Regions from separate parts of the Mus musculus genome. Here all the other regions are linked to region 1. A link is a contact called in public Hi-C and HiChIP or PLAC-seq data. All regions are on one chromosome and are shown on one strand. The core of a region is the stretch at or near the end of the contact, and the rest is flanking DNA. Distances in the headings are between cores, read along the strand shown. Region 1 holds the start of Dact1 (dishevelled-binding antagonist of beta-catenin 1). Region 2 overlaps Daam1 (dishevelled associated activator of morphogenesis 1). Region 3 has its middle 26 kb from the start of Gm40440.

What was found. Hi-C and Micro-C count contacts between places; a contact is called where the count stands out from the background. HiChIP or PLAC-seq counts read pairs in DNA pulled down with a chosen protein or histone mark.
Region 2: a contact with region 1 is called in a Hi-C map of muscle stem cells, with 4 times the contacts expected there. The contact joins the enhancer-like site here to the promoter of Dact1 in region 1. A contact is called at or near these places in 2 of 39 promoter capture datasets (the 3T3-L1 cell line and hippocampal neurons), 1 of 484 Hi-C or Micro-C datasets (muscle stem cells) and 2 of 115 datasets of contacts at active chromatin or transcription factors (embryonic forebrain and neural tube).
Region 3: an H3K27ac HiChIP or PLAC-seq map of SST interneurons shows a contact between it and region 1, with 6 times the contacts expected there. The contact joins the enhancer-like site here to the promoter of Dact1 in region 1. A contact is called at or near these places in 2 of 39 promoter capture datasets (3T3-L1-derived adipocytes and trophoblast stem cells) and 2 of 115 datasets of contacts at active chromatin or transcription factors (SST interneurons and embryonic stem cells).

The regions. Positions count from the first base shown.
Region 1 is chr12:71,308,230-71,311,301 of GRCm38.p6, reverse strand. It overlaps Dact1 (dishevelled-binding antagonist of beta-catenin 1), which reads right to left and starts at 1,418. Exons shown (of 4, transcript NM_021532.4): 1 at 995-1,418. The coding sequence starts at 1,318. It also overlaps a transcript of 2700049A03Rik not described here.
Region 2 is chr12:71,952,773-71,955,755 of GRCm38.p6, reverse strand. The region is part of intron 15 of Daam1 (dishevelled associated activator of morphogenesis 1); the gene reads right to left. Among named protein-coding and RNA genes, the nearest start is that of Gm40440, 86 kb to the left of the region's middle. Within about 2 kb of position 1,350, at least 40 of the 459 cell types and tissues checked have an H3K27ac peak or open chromatin away from gene starts, as enhancers often do. A contact at or near this core is called in muscle stem cells, where this site is marked.
Region 3 is chr12:72,012,938-72,016,156 of GRCm38.p6, reverse strand. No RefSeq gene overlaps it. Among named protein-coding and RNA genes, the nearest start is that of Gm40440, 26 kb to the left of the region's middle. Within about 2 kb of position 1,471, at least 62 of the 459 cell types and tissues checked have an H3K27ac peak or open chromatin away from gene starts, as enhancers often do. A contact at or near this core is called in SST interneurons, where this site is marked.

The DNA of each region.
Region 1 (3,072 bases), core at 169-2,668:
AAAAAAATGAATTAAATAAAAGCACTTTGATGCTCTGTAACTACACAAAAAATCTAGAAAACCGTAATACAAGAAAACACGTGACAACCCACAACATCACTTTCAGGGGGCCATTATATAGCTTAAGTAGTCTAATACAACACGCTGGGATAATAATCTTTTTGCTGTTTCCAAAACTACATTTTGAGGTCACTGAAACAAAGCTGCCGCCATTATTTTGAGGCAGCATCAAAAGCTGTTCTCAACACATGAAGGTCCAAAGTTCTTTTTCTTCCTTGCTAATGAAGACTGCACAGAACGACTGAGACAGTGACAGAAATCCAATAAGATAAATACTCCCAGCGAGCAGGTTCTCTCTTCTCCCACCTCCACCACCAAGCACAGCTGGCGGACCGGATAAAAGAGGAGGGGGCAGGGTCTCCGGCCAAATTGCCAGTATTTGCATCTAGTTTTAGCTGCCTTATACAAAGGACTTCTATTTAAAACTAAGCACCAGCCCAGGCAAAAGAGACTTGCAGGAGAGAAAGCACCGGGTAGGGCACGGCTCCCAGCAGGAGCTTCGCCGTAACCGTAAAACTCAATGTTGGACAGTTAGGCAAGCAACAAGCCTCTTCCTCGCTTTTGTGCGCACCCCCCCCCCTCCTTCCCGGGGAGGGATAACCAGGGAGACCATAAGGTGAAATGGCATTTTAAGTGGGGGTTGCAAACCTCGGAGGAAGGGGGCATGCAGTAGCCTAACTTTAAGGCTGGAACCAAGGGACTCCAAGAATTCCAAATGCAGGATAGATGAGCAGCCACCCCTCCCCGCAATCCGCCAGCTCCTCAGGTGACACAAAGCAGGCATCCGCCAGCAACGCGTGGAAGTCATGGGCAGCGGGCATCCGAGACACCACGGGCTCAGGGAAAATCGAGGTGGGGGTCACGTCGCGGCCAGGGATCCCACAGCCAGAGGCCATCAGCCCACCCTCCAGACAGGCCACCGGCCACCACCTACCAACTGCCTTCGCAGCAGCAAGATGTTCTCTTCCAGGAACTTCTCCTCCAGGCGGCTGCGCTGCGCCGCGTCTCCCCGCAGCTCCCCGGAGCGCGGCGCGACGGTCCCCACGGTCCCGGAGCAGCGCAGCGCACCGCGCACCAGCAGCTCTTGGCGTTGCCGCAGGTACCCCAGCTCCGCCAGCCCCGCCAGCGTGGCCTCCTGGCGCTCGCGGGTACGCTGCCGCTCCGTGTCCGCCTCGCCCCTCTCGCGCCAGCGCCCCTCGGCCTCCGCGCCCCGGCCGGGGCTCAGCGGCTCCGGCTCGCGCGCTGCGTCCGGCTTCATGACCCCCCGAGGCCCCGCCAGCCCGGGAGCAGCAGCACACGCTAGGGCCCCGGCCGCGAGCTCATGCCGCCCGCACTCGCATCCCGCGCTGCTCCCGTCTGCCGCCCCGCAGCTGATAACGCCCCGGCCACGCTACGTCACTCCCGGCCCCGACACCCCGCCTGCTCGCCCGCCCGCCCGCCGCCGCCTCCGCCGGCTCGCGGCGATCAGCTCCTGTCAGGCGCCGGGGCCGCCTGCGCCCCGCCCCGGCCCCGCCCCGGCTCCGCGCCCCCTTTTTCGGTCCTGCGGCACCGCGGTCCCCTCGGCGCCGATTGGCTCGGCTCCATCTCCGGCAGCGGTGGCGGGTGAGGGCCGAGCATCTTGTTACAGCCAGCCCCGAGGGCCGGTCCGCGGGCGCCGTGGCTTTGGGCTCCCGGGACAACTTTCTGAAACTTAACCCCTTCCTCACGTGTCCACGCTCCAAGTCCTCTCCCTTGGCTCTGGGTTTCTTCATCCCAAGCTAATGTCCACTCGGTACTCAGAACACCACTTCTGTAGACTTGGGTTTGGAGGTCGCCTTTGTTTTAAACTCTATTTTGTAACTGGAAGGAAAAAAAAAAAACAAGCAAGGACGTTGTTCTAAAACTCTTTTTGTTTGTTTCAGCTTTTAATCGGAGCTTTGCTGAAGAAGGCCTTTCAAGTCTTACAGAAGGATGCTGTTGTGAGGCCAGCGTTCGCATCAATTCCTATAAAAGCCCAGACTTTATGAGGGGTGGCGTGTGAGCACCTATTGTTTTGTTTTGTTTTGTTTTTTACCGTTCCTTAGCTTCTGTTCACTAGAGCCCTGACTCCGAATCCAGACTGTCTGAATCTGATTCCACGAATAGCAAGTTAAGTGCCCTCCTTGTGCCTCCGTTTACCCAATAGTAAAATGGAGCTAACAGACCAGTCTATTCTAAGAATTACAGTGGCAAACGACGTATAATACATATGCGGTGGTCCAGCACATAAATCTTTAAATAGTTATCTCTCTCCGGGAGGCAGAGGTGGCACATGCTTTTAGTCCCAGCACTTAGTAGGCAGAGGCAGGCAGATCTCAGGGTCGAGGACAGAGAGAGAGAGAACGATATTGTGCTCATGGGGTTTCTTCCCCGACCCCAGGGGAACTTATTTTAGAATTCCCCTAAAATACCATTCAGGATTTGACCTTGTGTCCTTGGGATGCCACTCAGTGGGTATTTCATTGGCTCGGGGATCTATCTGGAAACGCCATTAGCTGGCTTATGGGAGCTGCACCTCATGCCTTGAATCCTAGAACCTCAGAAATTAAATTTAGGGAGTCACAATTTGAGATCATTAAGACAAAGTGTTCTATGAAGGAACACATTTCAGGTCATGACTTCAGAATTTTACACCTTTGCCCAGCTGCTCACTTCAGCAAGGAATTCTCTCTCTTTTTACTCTCTATGTGGTCTAATCTTCCAAGATCAATTTGTTCATGCCCTATGCCCCATACCCGCCCCCCTGCCCCCACTGGTTAACTGCATGAGTGCCTGGTCTTTCTCACACACTATTGTCTGGTTCTCTTTCTGGGCACACACAATCTGTGTGCTTAGGTGTTCCTTGTGTATCTTCTCTCCAGCTACGTCATAAAAGCTCCCTGAAGGCAGGAACTGTTTTAATACCCTCATAGTACCGGTGCTCTCGCTAGGTGCAAGGCCTAGAAGCATGCCACTAATAATTACCAGAGGACACTCCGGAGGATGCAGGATAGT
Region 2 (2,983 bases), core at 101-2,600, 640 kb before region 1:
ATTGACTTTCAAATGAACTTTTGGAATGTGCCCAGGGGAATAGTTGCATTTCATGAGAGGCATAGGCTTACACAACTGGCTCTCTACACCTTTAATGCATGCACTTAAAAGAAAATCCCACTCCCCACAGTCTGGTGGTGGTAATGAATAAAGCCACAGACTGAAGAACAAAGAGAAAGCGAGAACTCTGTAAAGCGAGACTGTCCTCAGTGTGGCTGGCGCCTGTTGGGATACTGAGGACACACTAAGCCCTGTTTACAGTATCTGCAATATAAGAATATCACCTCCTTCCTAGAGTTGGGATGAGAATTAAATAAGGAAACAAACACAGAAACTCCTTGAGCACTAAATTTTATGGTTGATGAGAATAAGAATTGTTTATATCATACCGAGTACCAGACACATAACCAATAGCAACCAATGTCTTGGTTCATATGACAATTACTTATGGTTGTCTCATCTCTGCTTTATACTATAATTATATTGTGGGCTCATGTAAAAGTTGAACGAATTTGAATCATCTGATCTTTTGACACAATTTTTATATAAGGGAGACAAACTAAATACCTGATTTGAATGACAGAATGGCTTGTAAGCTTATAACTATAGGCAAATGTATATATTTATGGAGGTGTGTGTTTATATATATACACGAATGCATACATTCCCAAAGTGTCACTCCTTATTTAAATTATGCTGAGTTATGTCAAAATCAGGCTCAGATGGTCCTATCAGATGCCTGTCGTATGATGTATGTGTGTTCCTCCGAATGCCTTAAAAATTCATTAACACAAACAAATGGCTCAAGTCCAGAGTTAGACAAGTTTCATATCTTTGGAGGCAGGAAAGAGCTAACATGGAAAAAGATGGATTCTTGGTATTCATTTGGTACTAGAAATAAGAGCAGTTTAAATGTGGTGATATTTGCATATTGTGTTGCCATGTCTGGAATGAACACACACAGGTCTTTGATGCTGTAGTTCTGGGGTGAAAGAATAACCTCATTTACTCTGACCTACATATTTCAATTAAGATGCCTGTAGCCTTTCATTTTCTGACTCTCAACAATGTAAATGCAACAAAGTGGCTCAAGTTACCCTCATTTGGAAAATAAATTGATGGTTTATCTTCTATTTTTATACCAGAAGGGGAATATTTAAAATACTCAAGAGGTGTGGGTGTGTTGACATTTGTCTTCAGAAAGTACTGCTGGAAATATGGTGATAGCCCGTCCTCACCAGTCTACCCAGTCTTAAGAAGAACGGAAATGTTCTGGTCTATCCTGTCCGGGATGAGTTACTGATTACTTAAACAGTGCTGGTTGCTAGGAAACAGTTACTCAGTTGCAGAGCTTTCTGCAATTGTCTCTCCCAGAACTCTTGAAAATTGTCCACATATTTGTCCCAGAGCATTTTTGGCAGCATCCTTCTGTGCTTTCTGCTGAAAGCCGGTTAATTATGAGGCTTGTAAACTTGGGCCTCTCAACCACCTGCCTTCATCACAAATGCAACCCACATGCTTAGACTTGAATTGCACCATGTGGAACCCTTGTCGCTTCCCCTCCATTGAATACACTTTTCTACATTTCCAAACCTTCACCTCAGACAACCTGAAGTGCGAAAGGAATGGGACTTGTAGCCAGATCATAAGATTACTTGAATTACATGGAAACCTGCTAAAATGTTATGCCTGGATCCAGGGACCTCCTTCCTAGGGCACCAGAGAAAGAAGGAGAACACAGAAGCCAATCAGAAATGAACTGGGCTGAGTAGCTGCAGGCCACGGGCTCTGAGCACACCTTTGTTTGTTCTTTGAGACATAAGGTGCACTATTCTCTGAACAAGCCCTCATCTCCTTTTCTGTCACCTTCCCTAGCTTGGCGCACAACAGTGCACGTGGCATCTTTGTACTTATGAAGGGGCTGGGTGAGGGCTGGTGAGGGTTAATGGCATCATGGCAGGCAATGGACTTTATTTTCCTAGTCTACTGAACCAGCACAAAAAGGCCCTGCATAGACACTCTCCCTCTCTCACAGTAAAATCCTCTGGTGAATAGCACCCTGTTTCCCACACAAATACATCAGAAACCATCTTGAAAAGAACCCCCCAGCTTCATTTTTCTCTAGTCTCTGTCCACCCATCTCTTCCTTGGTGCCTAGCATTTGGTTTTTGAGGCAGCCTTTCTGAGGAGCTAAGCCAAGAGAGCAGACAAGGAAGCCTGCTGCTTATTTAGGATGCTCCACCCTGCTCATTCACATAGGAGCCAGGCTGCCAGGGAAGCTCTCAGGAAACCCCTGTGCAGATGCCTGGCACTTGTTGGCCCATCTAAAGGCAGTGTGCTGGTTCACAGGTCCTCCCCTTTGGTCTGCCTTAAGAACCTTTCCACACTCCTGGACTCAATTTCCCCCTCTCCAGAGCTCTGACCTTGCCTCTCTCCTTTTCTTTGTTCCTCTGAATTCTCTATACCTAGCTACTCTGCTGTAACCTTTTCTACCCACACTTTAGACTTTTGGAGAAAGCCCTCTAGAGCAACAAGAGATTCTACACAGATGTGACCAGAGTGCATACAAGGAGGCTACCTACCAGGGCCTGTCCTTGTGTGCAGGCAATAGGTCCCACACCATGTTCTGGCCACCATTATGGAAGGATAGTAGTAGCTTTTCTCGCTCTCCTGTTATCATTAACAGCTTCACTCTTGCTCAGCTCGCACAATCGTACTAGTGAGTCTATAATGTTCATGATGTCTGGGTAAGACTCCTCTGTAGATTCTACTTAGCTGCCAAATTATAGTTCTTACCAAACCCCAAACTTCTCAAGAGTCTGTCTAGTCCAAAAAGCGTTTTTCTTCTGAGCCTAACCATTGGATATTTCTAACTCCGACAGCCCAGCATGGTTTCAGAAACAAACACTGCAAGGGGATCCTAACTCGCCTAGAGATTCATTTTGAGTAAGCACATATAACATACAGTGCTGCCTATACATAA
Region 3 (3,219 bases), core at 222-2,721, 700 kb before region 1:
CTGAGTATGTACATGTGCAAATAAATGGGCCATCCACTGTTCGTTTCACTTATTAATGATGATATGCATAAAAGGGGTGTTCAGATGTGTTTTGGAACCAGGTTTGAAAAAAATGTCAATGGGAGGTGACTTGGGCTGGCAATGATTTCCAAGACTTTTTCTCTTGATTGAGCACAAATTGTCACACAATGAAAGGGACTTTTTAGGTGTCATTTTTTTCCTTTGCTTTGCAAAGAAGACAAGAATTAAAAGCTGTAAGAACTAAGTTGCCCCTTCACAGCTTGTACCATGAAGACTTTAACTGGATTAGTGATATTAATTTTTTTTTAAATATAAAAGCCCTTGGTTCCCTTTGTGCTTAATGAGAAGTGAAGGCCTCATAGGTCTGCTTTCCTAGTCCAGAAAGCCTCAGGTTAGAAATCTCCATGGGTTGAAGTCCTTTCTGTGAATGAATACAGTTTCACTTTGGGTTTTCAGAACTGCTGAATCGTGTTTCAGAAAGAAAATCAGAACCAGGAAGCTCTTGGGTTCTGCGTGGTAAGAATGAAAAGAAGCCACCCAAGAGTGTCATCCTGGCTGAATCTGGTGGCTCTGCTGGCCTTGCCCACATCCCATGACTGTCCTTGATCTGGAGGACGTTTTGACCACCCTGTGAGCGCTCAAAGATAACCAACAGGGGAATCAGAGATGGACACCAGAAAAACTAAAACAAAAGTGAACTCTTTAGTACCATTGTGGTCCCCTCTGACCCAGAGTCTGTGGCTGGTCCATGGCTGGCCTGTTCCTTGAGAACATTCCCGTGTGCTGTGGCTTTGTTTTGCTTTCCTACTAAGTATTTGTTAAAGGTACAGAGTTTTTCATCAGGTTCTGGTTATATTCTCTATGACCATCACTAAATACCTTCCTTTTTTCAAGCCCCCATCTGCTCATGTATACCATTTAAGCAAAAACATCTCTTTGAGTTTTAAATCGATTTATATCTGAGAAGTGTTTATGACAGTGCCTGCTCTTCATAAGCGGCGGCTAATATTATTTTTAAGGAGAATTTTCTCTTAAGTGCCAATCACAGGAATTTATAGGACTATATTTTAATGAATTCTTTTTCACAAATTCATTAAAGCTTTGCAACGTCGTAAACAGACACATTTCCCTGGGCGTATCTCTGTCCCCTGATGCCAAAGGTGTTGCTGCAGCGATTATGGCAGGGACACAGCTGTCACTTGTCTTTGACTGCACCTGAGGTGACACTATAGAAAGAGAGTCCTGATGCTCGAGCCGAAGACTCACTCAGGCCTCTTCGATAAAAGCTTCCTTGCTGCTGCTGATGTCCATACAGTGTCACAAAATGCCTATTTCTGTATAATTTTGATTGTATCCTGTCTGGGGTGGTTGCCATGACTCTGGTACGTGGCTGTGATGACTAAGGTGCAAATCGGTTTCAGCCAAGGATGTGTAGTGGGAATTATGAAACTGCGTGCTTCCGGAAGCAGCTCAGCACAGAGAATTTTAAAACAAAGGATGACGAGAGTCTGGGGGGGGGTGTGTGTGTGGCAGGGGCGGGTCACAGCTTCACTCACGTAGCACATCACAAGCACTTTATTAAGAAAGGGAAACGGGGAAGAAACTGTTTCTGTTTTGACTTACAAACCATCCTGGTGTAAAAAGAGTTATGTTGAGAGGGGGGATTCCTGTCCCTCTCTTGCCAGAGCGTAGTTCCTTCCTTTTGAGTGGAAAGTGTAGTCTTTCGTACCAGAAGCAAATGCAGCATTCAGAAACTCAGAGCCAAGCATCCAGAAGTCTCTGATCTTAGCCGATCTAAAATCAATGAGCCAAAGGCATTTTTCAGCCACCACGAATCTATTTTTTTTATTCCTGACATGGTTGGTTGCCAGCTAGAGTTTTTAGTAGAGAGGAGTGACTTCCAAATGTAGAAGCTGTGTTACACAGAGTGGGAAGAGAAGATGTAAGCACACGAGCTACAACCGGCTACATGGGCCAAGGAGAGAGCAGCCTGGCAGGAAAACTCAGTTTTGTGGTTCACAGGCTCCGTGGAGCTGAAAAGCAGGGAGTAAACCCTTGCTTGGCTGGAAATTTCAGTCGGCAAGTTTCTCTGTACCTAAGGGCACAGGGCCACAAAATTGTCACTGGGCCACCTGTGGAAGAACACAAGATTTGTTGGACTCATTTCGGATGCAGGATATCCTGTGCTTATTACTCTAGGAAATATTACATAAAATTTTTGGAGTATTGTCCTCTTTCAAATTGAGATTTGGCAAGAGCGCCAGGCTGATGAGGAGTTTGCTTAGGAAATGACGCAGTAAGAGACCACGTAAACAGGCCTCACCTGATCTCCCAGGGCTTCTCAAAGTCCGCAGACAGAGAACCGCTGACTTCAAACAGCCCAGACACCACCCCATCCTTTGCCTATGTTGCGATGCTCATGCCATCACGTAAGCACAGATACATTCTTGGAAGCACCCAAAAGCCAAATGAGAATCTGGTGGCCGTGATGGCTCGTCTGTTATCCTGTACTGGGGAGGCTGAGGAAGGAGGATTGGCAGGGTTCCGGGAGCTATAGTGAACCTGAGCTGCAGTGAAAGACACTTAAACAAAACCAAACAAAACGATGAAAGGAATGTTCTAGATGCCAGAACTCTTAGGTCCAGCTGTGGACTACTGGAGTCTAATGTGTCACAGGGAAAGTGAGACTGTTTCTTAGTTACCCTAATTAGTAGCTAAGTGGACAGGAACTGGGCCCTTCCTGTAATCAGGAACTTAAGTGAGAATGTCTATCACGATGACCCATCTCCTTTACTCAATAAGATCAGGGGCTGGAGCCCAGGAGACGATTCAGTGCGTAAAGTATTTGCTATGTAATTCATGATGACTTGAGTTCAAACACCTAGTACAAACAAAACCAAAAGCAAGCAGGTGTGTGTGTGTCTTTAATCCCATACCTGGGGTTAAAACAGATGGGTGGATCCTGAGGGTGTGTGTCTAGCGGAAATGGAGATCTCCAGGTTCAAAAAATTAAGGCGTAGAAGTGATTGTGGAACACATCTGACATTATCGAATTTTGGTCTCACATGCACCTACATGAGTGAGTGTATTCACAGCACACACACATACACACACACATATACACATACACACATGTACACACATAATACACATGCACACATTCACATATACACACATACACATGCACACACACGCATC